2 separate regions of the Columba livia genome follow, and region 1 is linked to region 2. The links are chromatin contacts, called in public Hi-C maps. All regions are on one chromosome and are shown on one strand. The core of a region is the stretch at or near the end of the contact, and the rest is flanking DNA. Distances in the headings are between cores, read along the strand shown.

Evidence for each region. Hi-C and Micro-C count contacts between places; a contact is called where the count stands out from the background.
Region 1: a contact with region 2 is called in a Hi-C map of liver, with 1.9 times the contacts expected there. The contact joins the enhancer-like site here to the promoter of MEGF10 in region 2. A contact is called at or near these places in 2 of 2 Hi-C or Micro-C datasets (crop and liver).

Annotation. Positions count from the first base shown.
Region 1 is chrZ:46,520,027-46,526,158 of bColLiv1.pat.W.v2, reverse strand. It overlaps MEGF10 (multiple EGF like domains 10), which reads right to left. Exons shown (of 25, transcript XM_065045696.1): 14 at 2,595-2,741; 15 at 813-947; 16 at 310-438. Among named protein-coding and RNA genes, the nearest start is that of PRRC1, 27 kb to the left of the region's middle. Within about 2 kb of position 4,613, at least 1 of the 3 cell types and tissues checked has an H3K27ac peak away from gene starts, as active enhancers do.
Region 2 is chrZ:46,435,759-46,441,842 of bColLiv1.pat.W.v2, reverse strand. MEGF10 (multiple EGF like domains 10) reads right to left here and starts at 3,846. Exons shown (of 25, transcript XM_065045696.1): 1 at 3,721-3,846.

The DNA of each region.
Region 1 (6,132 bases), core at 3,364-5,863, 84 kb before region 2:
TAGTAAAAGTCACCCTTGCTGCAGCCTGTGAGCACAGACTCTTGTCTTTTCACAGTGCACTTCTGAAATAAGTCTAATCCAGCTTCTCTACAACTCTTCTTTGGGCAGTGGAAGACTGAAAATCAATCCCTCCTGTCATATGCTGCAGCCCACTTACTAGAAAAACCATAGGGCAAATGCATTTCTGGTAGTGCTGATGAAACAAAAAAAAGTTTAGGATCTTTTCATTATATACCATAAACTCCTAATTTCTGACCTAAACTGTGCTTCTTTACCAAAAAGTAGATTATTTAAATAGCTGATACTTACGCTGAGAGCAGTCACTACCAATCCAGCCAGGGTAACACTGACAGGACCTATCAATAGGATTACATGTTCCATTATTGGTGCAGGTGCATATTCCAATGCAGTTCTTGCCAAATCTGCCACTGGGACATACTGAGAACAAGTTGTCAGAATTAGAACTCGTTAGTAAACAGAACAAGATTGTATTTTCTTTATTTCAAGAGAAAGCAAGCGATATTAGGATCAAGAAATGTATTGCTTAGTATAACCTTAAAGTGACACATTATAAATTCTGGTAAGCCCATTGTGCATACTCATTATACAAATAGTACAAATAAGAATACAGTGGGTTTCATACTTAAGGATCAAACATTCAAACAGTTTAAATCTGCTTAAGATTCCTAATTTATAAACCACACATATTGCAACAGAAACTATTTTTGGTTTTATAGTTTCCAAGTGACAGAATAAAAATTATTACAGTGCCTGGTCTCTGCAGCCCATAGAATCTTTATTACAACTTGTACCTTCATTACAGAGAGCTCCTGTAAATCCAGGTAAGCAGTCACATAAGCCAGTAATATGGTGGCAGGGACCACTGCTGTGTACACACTGGGGACATGTCTGGCTGCAACGGTGTCCATAAAACCCAGGGGAACAAACTGGAATCAGAAAGAACAAAATGTCATTGCTTCCTGCCCTTTCTATACAGCCATGATCTACTCTTCAGCACACTTATTCCTGACTTTGAATTAGTTCTGCTTTCTAAATAACACAAGAGTTGCACTGGTGGTTGTTATTCTTCATACAGGTCAATGCTTTACACTCATGGAAGGAGATTTGCTTATCTTTATCAAGGGTTTACTATATTCTAGTTCGTAATGACTTAGTTGACATTCTATTACTTGTCAGGGCACGCTAGACTTCGGTTTGAAATGTACATGTACTTTATATATTATACATATTTGGCTACACATTTTACATCCTCTACAATATGAACTTCTTCTAAAGCATTTCTGAAGACAAGTAAGTTAAAAAAATAGAATGGATAGCTTTATCTGTACATGTCTAGGGTCATCTTAGACCTTGACTTCTTAAATGTTTCTAACTTGGAAGACAAACAGACATTAATTCACTGAGAAAAACATACGAATGTTTTCCAGTCATCCTTTCATTTAAGTACTCACCATACTCATTACATGGTACAGACAGCTACACATCACCTAACTTTAAGAGAACCTGAGACAAGAAATACAGAGTTGTCCACTTCTTATGCTAAAGGCTGGGGTGGGAAAAAGGCTGTTGAATTAAATCTCCTTCTTTGTTGCTCTAATCCCATTTGGCATTTATTTCCTGATAGATTAGAATATTAGGTAATGCATCGAGAGAAATACCTGCTGCACAGCAGCAATTAGTACTGATGAAAACTAACTTGGAATCTTTTCAATATTTTAATTTCATTCAAAATTCAGTCTTTTAATTATACACTTGATACAAGTTATGTGGGCAGATCTCTCTAGAGAGATTAACTTTTCCAAGTGAAACAGCGCAAAAAGGTCTTCCTGCTTACTGAAAAGGCACTTTCTGACTGGGATCCAAATTGTTTGTATGACCTTTGTCTTCCCAGCCTTCAGGCCACGCATCAGAGGGGGGCTCTGAGAGCCACTGGACTGGAAGCCTCTTGTCCAGTTCACAGGCATAGTTCCAAAACACAGGCAACACTTTTACATGTAGCATTACACTTAGTCTGCCTTTGGATTAACTGATTAACTGCAAGGCCTTCAGAGATTAGATAGTGAGAATAATTACTGCAGCTAGTTAGAAATTATATGGGAATACTAATGCCACAATAATGTGGGATTTAATAGTGTCACAGGCAATCGCATTCTTCAGCCCGAAATCTTGCCATTCCTGGAGTGTTAGGACTTCATCTTCCTCTGGTTCTCCCTCTGCCTTCTAGTAATCATTACAAAATTCACATCCATCAACCACATTTGGAAATGCTTGCCTTGAGAATGGAATGCCCTGCTAAATTTGTTTATTTGAAAGTCATGTGCATGACAACATCACAGTACAGACAGTGAAGAAAAGTTTTACCATAACAAAAAATGCACTATTAATCAGAAACATTTGTTAATTTTAGATAACACTTGTTTCAGTATACTCATGCATTTTGACCCAATATACAATCAAGGAGTGTTTCACAGTACTTCATACTGCAATTAATAAAGCATTATGGTATTGTATAATATGTATTCCAAGTAGAGGAGGGAGAAAGAGAAATTTTGAAGTATTTATTTTGTCCTTACTTCTCTGACAAGTAGTGCCTCTGTATCCTGGTGCACACTCACAGATTCCATCATCTGGAGAGCAGGATGCTCCATTCTTACAGTAACAAGACAATGAGCAATTTGGACCCCACTGTCCCTCTGCACACACACTGTCACAGTGAATACCTGCAACCATAAATGAACAAAACTGTCAGCCTTTGTAAAAACCTCTTATGCATAGTTAGTTTGAACTTCTGGTTCTCAGAGGTCTCATTTTTAAAATGCAGATCATAAAACCTGTTTTGAAAGTAGCACTAACATTAGGAAAACAGAACAAGGTAAACATGCATCTCTGCTCCTGCCTTCCCCTAGAACAGTAAATTTCTTTCATATTCTAGTTTTGATGAGCTGTAAATAAGGGCTGATTCTGCATTTCTGCAGATTCACATGGAACATAAGTGCTCCATGGGATGATGCCTTCAGGTTTCCTGCTCACTAATACTTTAAGATCTACGAAGATAAACATCAACCCTTCTTCAATATAAAGAGTTCCATAATTTTCCAACACCTTTATACACATAAAAATTTAAAAAGCTTTTTAATTCCTCTCACTTTCACCACTGGTATCAATAAGGAGATATTAAAGAGGAAAGCAATTCAAATGCAGCAAAATGATGGCTTTTGCTTCCTCCATAATGGCTGTTTCAAACCAGCAAAAGTTTATTTTCAAATTTTATGTTAGGGAAATGCAAGACAAAAGGTATTGCAGAAACTTTTCCTTCTGAAAGTAAAAATTCTTAAGGTCTGACATAATTTTCTGTAATAATGGGGTGCAGGACACAGAATGATTTCTAATTAGTGGTGAGCTGATTACTGGTAAGCCTCTACCAAATGGAAAAATGTAGTGCACACAAAGGGTTTCCAAACACACCATGTGAACATTCCAAAATGCTTAGCTGCAACAGTGTTAAGGATGCTGGTCAGTCAGTGCTTTGTCTAACCATTTTTGTCACAAAATTTATTACAAAACAGCCACAACCTGAACCCCTATACTTAAACCATAATAGAAATCACTAATTATAATAATCAAGTCATGGGATAGTTTTTCTCTTTGCAATGCAGCAACATTCAGTATAACTTTCCTGTTTGTTTTTTCTACTATCTGCTTTTAAAAAGCACGCTGCATGTTAAATGCCAGCAGGCACCACTGTGGAACTCAGACCATATTGTGTCTACAGTACTTTGCATTAACAATTAAGTATTATTGTAGTGCCTCTACTGAATGAAGCTCTTCGCTAAGGGAAAAGTGGACTGAATGCAGCCACAAGCATGTCTTGCTTTGTAAGTATTTCCAGCAAAATATGCCACAGGCTCACTGGCTGCCAAAGTCCTAAAAAAGTAGAACAGTTTCACATGTGACAAGAAAAAAATCTTTGAATTTTGAAGAGCAAAACCTACTGTTCAGAACATTACTAAAAAATAATTACACTGTTCACTGACAGACCAGATGCAGAGGTGATTCTTCAACACCTACAGCATGTACCTTGTAAAGCTGCCTATATCCAAAAACTAACTCTCTATTTAGAGGAAAGGTGAAACTCCAGACTCTCAAATTGTTTGTTTCTCTGCAAGACAATCAACAGATTGAATAATCAAATACGTGGTTCAACAGATTGCACAAGCTAACACCAGCAAGAGAAAAAACACTTGCTTTTTAGAATCAGATGCTAACCAGCAGCAAGACAGTACCCAGGCCACCTAAAAGCCCTAAATGTACAATGATCATTGGTTAATACTGATCTAAACCAAACTTGTCGTCAGAAAATTAAAGACTTCTTGTATGATTACTTTTTCATCTTTTCCTGCATAGGCAATATCATTCTCCTATCTTCATCTACATTTGAGAGACAGTGTAGACTTGCTTCTCAGTAGCTGGGGTCACCTTTTTCACTTACTTTCTATTTGTAGATAAATAGATAAAAGAGACTGGTTTGATTCTGAGAGATGCACATAAGCAGGATGAGATCATGGCTTTTTTTTTTAGAAACAAGACCACTTATTTCAGATGCATAAGATTGCTCTGCTTTACATTCTCAAATTTGAGAATTCAAGTTTTTAAATCTGTGAAAGCACAAGCAGACACACACAGAGGATTTCAGGATTGAGTTTGGCATTCTGTTTGCCTGACTGTTATCTGTGATATCACACAGAGCTTCACTCAGTGAACTCTGCTAGAGAAAAGACATTTTTCACGGAATTTTGATGGGTTTCCGTGGTGTTCAGTGTACAACAGTCACTATTAACAAGTCAGCCGTTGCCAAGAGTTACCATAGTGCATTATCTGAGATTATGTAGACCAGTGACATGCAACAACACTAGGCTCAATTATATCGTCTTGATCTGTGCACAGAGGATGCTTTATGACAGCATGGTGTCAAAGGGTGATACTGGGCACACTGGGATAGAAAAGACAAAGGGCCCTATGCTACACAGAGCCACGATACTTGAGAGAGCCCACAACTACCATTAAGAAATGAAAAAGGAAAGAGTTCCTCCAGTACATATCAGAGAAAATTATCCATTGGGGAAACTGAAAAAATTACCTTTCGTTTCCCACTTTCAGGCCTTATGAGGAGGTGGTCAGGTAAAGCATTATATCCCCCTATTTAACAAAGAGTGTATCCCAAATATCACTGAGTAATAATTATGGCAGTATAAAATACTGAAAGAGTGCCTAATATGACTCCTGTTGCACTATAAAAGGAATTTTATTATATTCACTATTGATCATAAGCAAAATTAATTTCACTCCCGTGTGTGAATGTCAAGAATGAACGTAGCAAAGGATAAACACTAATTCATTTAGTGATTTATTGTGTCTTTACTTAAAAAAATAGTTTTAAATTTCATTCACCCACTGTTTAGATAAGTTCACAAGGTGCTTAAAATAAGTAACTGAGTTTCACATCTTTACCTGTAAGAATCAAATATGTCTATTTTTGAGAAAGAATATGTTAGAAATATTTAATGTATTAAAAAAAAGAGAACTAGTTTTCCAGACTCTGATCCTTTATATGAACTTTCAGCAAAGAAAGCCATGCTTTTACAGAAAAGCTAGAAATCAGTGAGGAAAAAAACATTTTTTTACTAGAACTTACAAAGCAAGATTAGACTCAGCTTTTACAACAATGGTATCAACAGTGTTCTTCTTACGATTGCTCCAATTAATCTCTTATGCAATAAAATTGCTTTTGATAAGTTTTCATGTTGATTTTGATACTGATAAGGATATCTGCAAGGAAATGTTTTTGCCAGAGCTATGGACAAAGGGCTCTTTGATGGGCTTCACAAGTTGCTAGGCAATCACTGAATGGTCATGATAAACTTCAGCTAAGCTGCTCTGAAGAAATGCTCATGCATTTAATGCCCAGTGCTTTATGCTGGGGGCCTCACATCTAAATCAGCGTTCCCCCAGCATTTGTAATTGCATGAATGAAGTAAATAATTCTTTAGGGATACCAGTGTTTCTGCCCATCCTAGCAGAGTGTTTACATACTCCCTATGCTACATTTTTAAG
Region 2 (6,084 bases), core at 2,597-5,096:
TGCTGTTGTTTCTGTGCTGTTGTACAGGTACTGTGACTTGTAGGACACTAGAGCCATACAACCTATGGTTGTTAGTGCTACTGTTACCATTTTAAATATGAGAAACATTGATATGAAGTCTTTATATTCAAGTTGCATCTCTGTATGTTCAACAAAAATAATTTAGTAGGCTTAAAACGGTATTCTTTTACAGCAGCAGGAAAAAAAGATTAATATTCCTGAAATTACACAGCGAGTCAGTGTCAAAGTTAAAATTATGCTGCTTTCCAATCTATATTCTTTCATTGTGTTGCACATCAAAAGGCCTCAGAATTAGTACTTCATTGCTGGCTATGGGCTAATTTTTCTGATAATCAGATACAAAACATAGATAAAACATGAAGAGCTGTCTGTCTGTGTTTTAATGTGAACCTAATGTGTACATCCAAAGGCATGAAGCACAAATCCTTACATAAGCAAAACATCAATTAAAGACTAGACAGTTTGAATAGGTTAATTAACAAGAATGCTGACACAATCAATAAAGCTATTCTAGTAAAGCAAATCCATCCCCAGAATACTCCCAGGTGGCTTTAGATGATACATACTCTTTTAATCAGAAAAACATTTGGCATATCAAGACACAGATTCTTCTCATAGATGAAAAAACACAGTTATATCTAAGTTCATGATACAACAATTCTAGTGTATATTTCAAATCTTCTAAGGGGAATATGAGTACCAGTTACTGGGAAACTCATGTCTTAATGTTAAAAATCAGGGTCAAATTCCATTGCTGACAATGAGTTGGTAACATAACCACTCTATAGTGAAATCTAGAGTCACTGGCGTAATTGATCAGGGAAGACACTGTTTAATGGGAATAAGCATGTAAGAACTGTGACTGCAATTCCACTACACCATTCCACTTCGTATATAAATAAAGGCTTATAGTGGATTTTTACTGCTATACACTGTGTTCCATTTAAAAAATGAATATACTGGATCCATGTTATGGTATTCTCTATGGAAGAATCAATATATCTTTGTTTTGCCTAAAATTGCAGCACATATGCAAATAATCTGTTTAATTTTTTCCCTCCTTAGAAGCCACTTACTTCCCTTAATGAGAAGAAGTGAAAATGCCTAGGCAAGAAAAGGGGATGTGGAGACACGGTGTAAAACTCCTGCCAAGTAATCTGAATATAAATTCAAGCAATCCTTACCAGCTGCAGTCAAAAGCCCACTCCAAATTCTGTTAGATGTTAATCAAAATTAAGTATGCTAATGCATGGTTCCTACATTCTTTGCGTAGATGAGTTAGCCACTTTTGTTGAAGTGCACTTGCTTCCCTAGGTGTGTGACCCATACAGCAGAACACATCATATTGCAGAAAATGTCATTATGAGAGTCAGGGAAGAACTGTTCCCTTGGACAAACTACTCACCAGCTGGGCAGGAAAAGCTCATTTAACACTGTAACCAGGGGACAGGTCCTCCTGGTGCCCGCCTTGTGAGGACACAAGCCCACACCCCCCCAGTCGCATTTAAAGTGTTGGCATTAGCTACGTGTATTTTAGCTAGAGCAGCTACATGGTAAAATTTATGGTATACAAATGGCTAGAGCATCATGATGTTGAGGGAAAAGCAGTACAGTTTCTGTCTACTGGGGATGTCCATGGAGAGTTGAAACTGGTGTGCACAGCCCTGCCCTGGAGACCAGTGCAGACTCTGGATGGTTTGACCACCTGATACTGAAAACAGAGGAAGTCTGACAAGTGATTTCCAGTTTACTTCGCACCAGTTTACTGTCACTGAGTAGACGGCAGCTGAGAATTTTTTTGCAAGATATGGATTGTAATCCATGAGCAAGACACAGGAAACTCATTGCCAACACTGTGAACTGCTTGTCTTCTAGCAGAGGCTTGTAACACTCCAGACTTAAAACTCCACCATCTTAAGAAGCCAAACAAAGTCATGCCACCTTCACAGCATATTAACAATCAATACTAAAATGATGTAACTGATACACCTCTTGTGGGAGCAATACACATTTAAATTAAATTGTATGACGTGGCTACATGGTGATTACAGTTGTCTGTGTAAGAAAATCAAATAACTTTCACTAGATGAGGTCCCATGTTTTGATGCCGTGCAGGTGCATGAGTTATATGAGCAAACAAGTAGAAACTGGGGCCTATATTACATTGTTTGTCAAGCTTACTAAAAATCCAGAGCACACCCACCCTGCTGGCTTTTCTGACTTGAGACAGAAAATAAATTCTTAATAACATTTTGTTTACAAGGCCATTGAGTAGCAACTGATACAGATAATTTGGCCACCGAGGCTGTTATTTTCCTAAATTCTGTCTCCAGCTCAGACAGTTGCACACCCCTCTGCACTTCAAGAGGAATGCACATACCTAATTGTGTATGCTTTCCACCCAATATTGTGTTATTGGGCACAACTGCCATTTAGGGGTGTTGACAAGGAAACTGAAGCCTGAAGCCAGCTTTCAGTTTCAGTCTCACAGCAGACATGCTGCTCAAAGCATCTCAGACTTTTCAGCATAGGTCTGTAGCTTATCTGCTGGGAAATAAGTGACACTCTCCAGATTTGGTGGGGTTTCTGTTCTTCAAAGTTGCTGAATAAAAACACTTTTTTCTAAACAGAGTCTTTATGTTAATCTGATGTCCCAACTGCTGCTGCCAAAGCTCAGTTACAAATCTGAGAAAGCATGCCATGAAACATCTTCAGTACCAATAGCATGTTACAAACTGTGGTTTTAAACTCACTTCATAATCAAAAGTTGGTACTTGAGAAAATCTGCAGAGCTGTATATGATTCCAGGAAATATGTCTGCTTTGACTACATTTAATTACTCAAAGACTGGCAGCAATATTTAAGTTACACGTAAGATTACCAAAAAAGCCCTGCATTCCCACCTCATTCTAAGAAAAGCAGCTGTTTATTTTTCCTAATTGATTTGTGCCTACAGTTCCAGATCAAGCCTACTTCTTGGCTAAAACACAAAATAGAAAATCTGTACAGGATACCACACAACTAAGAATTTCTCTAGGCAGCTTCTGCTGAAAGACATATTCTGGAACAAAGTCAGGTTATTAAACAGATGTGAATTTTCACGTGCAGGTCATGCTTATTTACATATATACACAAACATCCCTCTATCTCAGTATGTACCCTCGTCCAAGTCTCTGTTTAGGACTGCTGAAAGCTTTCCGTTGAAACGAACGGTAACCTTAAAAAAAAAAATAAAAACAAAACACAACCTTTCGCTCAAATTTTCTGCTCTACGGAGAGCCTGAACTGACTCGTCCCGGCTTCGGACCGCTGGCGGGGAGAGACGAAGGCGATGCGAGTTGGGGAGAGCGAGAGGAGCCTGCCCGGAGTCCCAGAGCCGCCCCACCAGCCCGGTCACCCACCAGCGACAACGCGTAGTGGCATATGCCACGGGTGCCTGGCTGCGCTGCAAAAGCGGCGCGACCGACCAACGGGGTCGGCGCCCCACCGGTGCCCCCAGGACACCTTTGCCCAGGGCAATCTCCGCTCCGGGGGCAGTAGCGCCTTGCCCTCCCCGGGTGGCCGCCTGACCCGGGATGCCGCCACCCGACCGGGAATGCCGCCGCGCTGCTCCGCCGCACCAGCGCCCGGCTTCCCGGCGCCGCACCTGCGGGGCGGGGCGGGACGGGATGGGATGGGATGGGACGGGTCCCTGCCTACCTGTCCCGCTGGCACCCTTCCCGGACGCCGGGACGCCAAGAGCCGCCGGGTGCCGCCGCCGCTGCGCCGAGCGAGGGGCGGTGTGTGCCGGGGGGCCGGTGGGACGCAGCCCCTCCTCCGCCCGGCCCGGCCCGCCCCCGCCCCCCGCCCCGGCCTCCGGCCCTGCTGCCGGGGTGGGCATTGGAGTCTGATTAGCGGCGCGTAGCCACGACGGGCAGAGAGACAGACAAGGCACTTAACCACTTAGAGGTTTTTAGGACTGGTGTTTCCCTTGGGGAGGTCGCCGTCGGGAATATTGCCTTCCCCCTGTTTCCCCCATCTTCCCACCCCCCAAAATAGCCTCCCTCCAGTCACTTGCAGGCAAAGCGAAAGCTACAGAGGTAATTTTGTTCAGCCCCGTGAAGGATGGACATCCACCCAGTAGGTAACCGAGGAATATAATCGTCGAAACTCCTTAGGTCTCAGGAGCGCTGGTCCCCGGCTCCGTCAGGAGACCCAAACCCACAGGAAAACAGACGTCATGTACTCCCCTCCCGTAAAGCTTGATAAAGAAGAGCATCATTAGTTTTCCACTTCTATGTATTTTTGCATATTTAGTTGGAGATACTTGTTATTCCCAAAATATTTCAGGTAACTCAGACCTGTGAGCCTGTTTCGTGACTGAAGTTGCAGTATGAAGCACAGGAAGGAAAGTGTTTTGTGAAACTAAGCAACCACTACTCACTTGGGTCTTTAAACAAAAGAGAGGCCAAAAGAGACTGACAACTGTCATCCCATCCTTCCCCACTGCGTTTAACACAGACTTTGCACGATTTAAAAAAAAAAAAAAAAAAGTATGTTTTAAATATGAAAATAATGAAGACAGTAGCTAATCAACCAAAGGAGATTCTGCACCGTGAAATCTGCCTTGCGTAACTGTTAAGTAGTGCTTCGTTTATAGATGGAATTTTGCGCTTTGCGCTTCGCGTACTAGGCTGTTGTGCCGTTAAAGCATCTTTTTTTTTCTTCACAGAAAAGGGAGCAGGTTTTACTGCGGGCGGTAGTGCACGGTGGGGTGCGCAAGCAGCGCCCAGTTCGGGCGGGCGGGGGCTGCGCAGCGCGGACGCGCGGGGCAGCAGAGACACCTGCTGACGCTCAGGGCGGCGGGGCCGCGACACTCCGTGGAGTTCACAGTACGGCACTGCAACAGCTGTCTGCATACACGATCTGCCATTTAGCACGGGGCGGGGGGGAAGTGCGAGAACCCAAGTTTTCTTGTCACGTATATTATTGACCGCTGTATCTAACCCTGTTAGAACTAATGGCAGTTTTGCTCAGATCTTAAGCATGAATGGATAAAAAGCACTAAGAAATCGCAAATACAAAAAATAAAAACATAAATTAAACAACAACAACAAAAAAACCTGATCTGATTCAGGTTAACTATACTAGTCACAGACAGATTTTTTAAGACAATCCAGTATGAAATGGTAATTGTCTGCACAAGAGGTTAATCTAGCCAACTGAAGATCACCAGTATCGATTGTATGCTTGTTGCATAAATTTGGTTAACTTCCTTATCCTTCATGGGAGAATATATTTGTATGCCCCTTCTCAATGTGTGTGCCTTAGGACTTCTTAGTGTTTTAAAACACTACAGTTTTTCTAAAGCAGTAACTCTGTAATTTAGTTGCACATCACGGTTCCTCTGGTTTTGATGACAGAAAGATATATTCAGTCTCAGATCCCCAATTAACACAGCAGATTAAGTTATGCCAATTGTGTATTATTCCTTTTTGATATCTTTTACAACTTCAAGAACTTCCTCTGTTTCTTTTAATCATTTGTTCATCCATAAGGTGTGCATATAAATGTGAAATACTAAGAAAATATATTTTTGTATTTCATCCTCTTTTGCACCAAGAACCACATTCTTCTGTGAATTGTCTCATTTTCTTTAAGGGAAATTGTGGAAGAATAAGGAACTACATTACAAGAGTGTGGTCCTAAGTGCTCGTTTGAATATAACTTCCAATGTAGTACACTTGTCATGGAAATACACATAGGAGGTAGAAAATTAACAACCTTAGCAACAAATTATGCAAATAAAAGATGTTCTACCAATTAAATGGATGACCTTTAACAAGAAATTCCTTCTTTTTTTTTCTTTTTTTTTTCGGGGGTGGGTGGGTTGCATTTGTAGATGATCAGACACTATACTAAAAGTTAAGCATCAAGTTAAGCTTAACTGTGGTAAGACATCTGTGATGTCAGGATGAAGTGGCCTCTAAAGATGTTTGTCTGTTACTCCTGCCTAACCATGACTTAGATTAGATATCTTAACTTTTAGATCGCAATGAGTGCCATGAGATGAAAGCTACCTAA